Regions from separate parts of the Gossypium hirsutum genome. Here region 2 is linked to region 1. A link is a contact called in public Hi-C data. All regions are on one chromosome and are shown on one strand. Each heading gives the region's core, a stretch centred on a gene start, on an enhancer-like site or on the middle of the called end of the contact. The rest is flanking DNA. Distances are from core to core; before and after follow the strand shown. Region 1 has its middle 6.3 kb from the start of LOC107950507. Region 2 holds the start of LOC121215303 (tRNA-dihydrouridine(20) synthase [NAD(P)+]-like).

Region 1 (2,759 bases), core at 33-2,532:
GTAGTCAGTATCGTACCAATACTAGTTGCATCGGTTGGTACATATCGTTCTAGTCCAAAACTGGTACTAAATAGTCTATGTTTTGTTCTGGTCAAAATTTCGATGTGCTTCGGCCATTTCGATGCGTTTCAGCCCGTTTCGGTCAATACCGGTGCATACTGATACAAAAAATTGATATTTAATCATTTTAATTTTTCTATAATTATATTTAAAATTAAAAGCTACTAAATTGAATTATTGAACCTAATTAATAATTTTATATTTTATATTTACATATAAATATATTTATATGGATGTAATTGAGATATATCTGCATGCATGTATGTATAACGTATAATTTATTTTTTATCAAAATAATATATAATTTATCAAGAAACTAAAAATAAGAATATATATATAATATATAAAAGCATTGATAAACCTGAAACGGTACACCAAAACATGCCGGGATCAGTACCAAGACAAAAACAATACATCTATCGATACAGTACTGACTACCTTGATTAAAACCAATTGAGTTAGTTAAAAGATAAATAGTATACATATTTTTAAGTAACATAACTTATGTCAACCACGTATGATTTCCTTAAAACAAAGTGAGTAAAGGATTTTTATGGCATTGGTTTCCAGCTCCAATAGCTTTAAACATGGAGCTTTGAAACTTCAATCTCATACTCAATACCTATAACATTTCATGCCCTAATGTCTGATTATCATAAATGGAATGTAAAGAATGTATGAAAGATTGAGATCTTGTAAGGAAAAAAACAGGCAAACATAGCTGAAAAACCAGATCAAGAGAAATCATTATCAGTTTCTTTCTTGCTTTTTGAAGTGAAGTTGTCTGAATGTTTAAAAAAAAACAAACCATTGCAAACAAATACCCTGTCAAGAGCAACCAGGCAAAGAGATAATTCCAAACAATGCCTACATGGTAAAAAAAAAAAGACATCAAAGCCTGCAAAAACAACCTTTGTCTTGTCTTTTGTCAACTTCTTACAACATTAATGCAATAGTCCCCCCCCCCCCGCCCCAACTGTTCCAGAAACAGCAGAGACAAAACCCAGTAAACAACATTAGTGCATTCAAAAACAAAAAAAGTGAATCTCTTAATAAACCTGAAATTATGAACCCCCTAAAAAAACCTGTTTATTTTGCACTATCTTTAGTGGTTTTCCAATTCAATTTTGAAGCACATGTTTTCACAGTATTTAGGTCAGAATGCTCCTTTGTAAGCCCACAGGCTTCGTGTTGGGGTAATACTGCAAGTGGATAAGACATGCCCTCTCACTGGCCCATGGTCCCCCTATTAATGTGTCCCTCCAAGTTGTCTATGGAGTCATGTATGGACCACCCTTACCTGTCTTCATTTTTCTATTTTTCTACATACAAAATACGAGTAGAGGTGAAATCAGAAAAATGAAAACGCAATTTTATTTTTATATTAATAAGTAATTTTATGATTTTAAAAGAAAACTAAATTTACAATTCTGTCATTCTGAGAATCAAAGTTCGTACCTGTCTTCTTAGATCCCAAAGTTCTCTCAATTACATCATTTTACATCAATGGCGGAATGTGACATTGAGTTTTAAAGGGATAATTAAAATTTTTAAAAAAATCAATATTTAATAGTAAAAAAAATTTAAAGATCGACACCAAAACAACCTTTTCAAAACAGTTGCATGTTATCAAGGGGCTATAGTCTTGTAATAAGTAGAAATATCTGAGATCTCATGTCTTGTCCATTTCATCACTTATTATTACAATTAGCAACTATTTGTTAGGAAGAAAAAATCTCTTGTGACAATGAGACATAAACTGCTAATCAAATAATTTTTTGAGTTAAGCTTCTTCCATCAGACACAAATGGAATCTTTTCATTGTATTTGGTTTTTGTATGAAGGCACACATTAATATTCAATTTGGTACTTCAAGTTTATTTTGTTCCATTTAAGTATTTAAATTTGTTTTTTGATTTAAATTAACATCTAAACTTGTCTTAATATGTCAAAATAGTTCAAACAACTAAGTACTAATTTGGACCGATAAGCCAAGTACAAGTACAAGTATCTAATTAAACAAAAAAAAACTTTAGATATAATTTTAAACCCCAGAATCAAATTTAAGTATCAAAATGTATATTTACTCAAAAATTTAGAAAGCAAAATTGAATTATGAATTTGGGGAGGCTAAAAGGTAATTTTCTATTATATTAATTTATAATTTTATGATTTTTCAAGAGATTTAAAAATAATTTTTCTATTTTAAGAGGCCAAAATTACTATCTACCCCTTAAAATCGCATACAAATAATAACCTTTCAAATAACTCTCATCGAACTTAATTATTACAAATTATGATTAAACTAATAATTTAAATACATTCAAACTTAAAAGACTAAATCTACACTAAAAAGTAGTGATTAATCAAGCTAAATATCCCAAAAAAAACTCAGTTTTTAACTGAAAAGGACTGCAAAAACCTTTGTTAAAAGCAGAGATTCTTGATGATGACCAAGCAATTAATTATTATAATTATTATCATTAAATGACTCTAATGTATACAAGTTATAAGTAACAGTCAATGGACATGCAGCTTTTGGGTTTTGACTTCCATTGGGTAAGAGAAACTTTAGACAGAAGATCAAAAAATAAACCAAAATGTCAGATACCCTTTATTCATAATTAGTGGTATGTATAAACTTGGATTAAAGTCTTACTTTTCCCACTTCTTTTCAAATTAATGAAGCTTGCATTGGC
Region 2 (3,090 bases), core at 118-2,617, 130 kb before region 1:
TTGGAAAAAATAAAGACACCCCTTAACATGAATTATGCATTTAATAAATCAATCATCTATTGTCATGATAAACCGGAGTTATCAGGAGCATAACTAACATTGAAGAACAAAAAGCAAATTAACCAGCCCTAGGCTCCATGGATAAAGGATTAGTTTATCATAAAACTGATTCAGTTGCAAATGCGGGTGGATTCCAAATTTAACCATTATCAGTATAGTTATGGCTTGATAAAAAACCTTTGTGGATTCCAATAGCCTACAGCTCAAGCCATCTTCTGTATGCCGAAGAGAATTCTAAACTAGAGTTTTCCATAAGAGACAAGAAAGAAAGTCATTTGATGATAACACTTGAGAATGTAACACAATAAAAGGATCATTTTCTAGATTATCATTACGTAATTAATAGTACTCATCTAGAATAAAAATGACACGCATAAAAGGATGGTGCAAACAAAAGAGGGAGGGGGGGCAGTTCATGAGCATCATTGCAACTGCATGACAAGAAGAAAAAAGAATGCCAAACTGGTATAAAATTTACACTAATTGAGCAGCCTTTAGAGCCCTCACAGCATCAGAAGTGCCCATTTGAAATACAACCCGACCCTTCTCTTCATTACAGGTTCTAAAGACAACATTATCCGTTCCCTTCTCAACAAAATCAGTTGATCTGATATAATCTGCAAAAAACAATAATGGAAAAAGAAACAAATATGACTAAATCAAATCAATTTCAATCATCCGAGAGAAACAAACGGCAAAACATTAAAAGACGGTGCTATCCTCTTTCCAATCCTCTGTCTCACTTTCATTGAAAAAATAAAGTCTTTTATGAATTGATATTCCAATTATTTCGAAAAGCTAAAAGCATGTGCATGGCCATGAGATTAAAGCTAACCTTATTAAGGCAAAAAGAAGAAGAATAGTCCTAAAATTTGTTGCATTAACGGAATTATTCAGTAAGTTCAGAAAAGAAGAAAAACAAGTGTAACGTACCATTAACTATGCGCTCACATTTGATAATCTTGTGATCAATAATTTCCTCAGCGTATGTAATATCTGCACCGTAATCAGCCGCTAGTAATCTAAATGGCAGCGTTCCCTGGATCAACCAAGAAAAAGAAGTCCAATTACAAAACGAAATTTCAAAACGAAGAGATGAACTGATTAAGAAAGTGAGAATTTGGTAACGGGAGTTCAATTTACTTACAACTCGAACCATGGGAGCGAGAACGAGCTTGTTCTCGTACTCCATTGTTGCTGCTTCGGAGTTGACGGCAGATACGAGCAACAGTAGCAACAAAAACGCACGCAAAAATTGTGTGGAACGACTTTAAACGGCGAAATCCGGCGCCTGGCAACAGAATCAACTTACTTTTTTTAAGAATTGGGCTTCACCAAGAAGTAAGGCCTAAAACCCTAACTCTAAATCTCAAGTTCTGAGCCCATTAATGATGACACTAATTTGAAATCTAAAAAAAATCTAATTTATAAATAGAATTCTTCACGGCCCGATTTTGCCCGTTCAAGTTGCTCGAATTTGATTTGGACAAAAAATTTTAAGTTGATTTAAAATATAGGTCAGATTTGATTTTCAATATTTAAGGTCGAGCTTAAGCTTCGTTTATTTCACTGAAAATAATTTTTAAAAAATATTTTTTAAAATTGATTTACTTTTTTTGGAAAAAGCTAATATTTTTTAGTGTTTGAATGAATCTGTGTAAAATATTTTCTTTTGTTTGATAAATTTACTGAAAATATTTCATAAAAATTATTTTCAATGAAACAAACATGCATTTGAGATTTTCTTATTTTTTATTGCTTAATTGAGTTTATTTTATATCTATAAATTTATATTTTATATTATTTTTGCATATACTAAAAATATTTTGTTAAATTCAGATCCATTACAACATCATTTTTTAGTTACATGACTAACAAGTGGGTATTTTTATTTAAAAATGTGAAATCAACAAAATTGACAATAAAATTTTAACAATGTTAACAATTGAACTTGATTATCAAATCTAAAAAGTAGAGAGAATAAATTCTTGAAAATAAAAGTATAGGGATTAAATTCTAAATTTTTAACGAGTACATGGACTTATGGCATATTTTAACATTTATACTACAAAACATTTATTATCAATATATTTATAATTTTAATAAATATTTATTATTAAAATATTAAAATTAAATATTTTCAATAATATGTGAAGAATATTATTTAAAATTATTTTTTAAAATTTATTATTAAAATAAAATTTAAATATTAAATAATTTATTAAAATATTAAATTATATTAATAATTTATTATATAATTAAATATAAACCATTAAATACGTATGTTTAGTAATATTAAAAATTATAATATTTTAAATATTTTTAAAAATAAAAATAAACTTTATTATCAATATAATAATATTAAACTTTATTTAAGTTAATTTTTATATCAAAATAAAATTACTCATAGAGGATCTCTTTTCCGGAAAATGACTTACGCTTTTCAAAAGGGTAAGTGAAAAAATGTTGATCTATAAGTCATTTTCCGTTAACCAATCTGTTTTCTATGAAACAAACACAAGAGAATATAGAAAATATTTCCCGTAAGTAATTGTCAGTAAAACAAACGGAGCTTTAGTCTAATCTAACTCTTTCCAAATATTGCAATATATTATTTTAGTGATTTTTTTCCCATAAAATTTATATATATAATATTATAATGTAAATTAAAAAATGCTTGTTAAGTGGTTTATATTTAAAATTCTAAATTAAAAAACATAATTTAGAAAATTAAAATAAGTATGGATTAGTCATTTGTAAATAAATTAAGTCATTTTTGACAAAATTTAGGTTCATATTTTGGACTAGAATAGGCTTGAGCAATGCATGAATTATGTTAACACCTCTATATGAAATCGGTTCGGTTCAATCAAAATTTTTGAAAATTTTTAAACCATCCATCATAATTCAATCCGGTTTGCTATTCTTTTAATTCGGTCACTTTTGATTTTTTTTATATTAGACTAAATAATTTTTTACATCATAAATATTAAAAGTGTTTATAAATTAAATAAAAATAATATTTAATTC

What was found. Hi-C and Micro-C count contacts between places; a contact is called where the count stands out from the background.
Region 2: a Hi-C map of leaf shows a contact between it and region 1, with 2.1 times the contacts expected there. The contact joins the promoter of LOC121215303 here to the enhancer-like site in region 1. A contact is called at or near these places in 2 of 34 Hi-C or Micro-C datasets (both in leaf).

What each region holds. Positions count from the first base shown.
Region 1 is chrD03:3,625,949-3,628,707 of Gossypium_hirsutum_v2.1, reverse strand. No RefSeq gene overlaps it. Among protein-coding and RNA genes, the nearest start is that of LOC107950507, 6.3 kb to the left of the region's middle. Within about 2 kb of position 1,282, at least 3 of the 9 cell types and tissues checked have an H3K27ac peak or open chromatin away from gene starts, as enhancers often do. A contact at or near this core is called in leaf, where this site is marked.
Region 2 is chrD03:3,757,098-3,760,187 of Gossypium_hirsutum_v2.1, reverse strand. It overlaps LOC121215303 (tRNA-dihydrouridine(20) synthase [NAD(P)+]-like), which reads right to left and starts at 1,367. Exons shown (of 9, transcript XM_041089632.1): 1 at 1,208-1,367; 2 at 994-1,099; 3 at 539-677. The coding sequence starts at 1,252.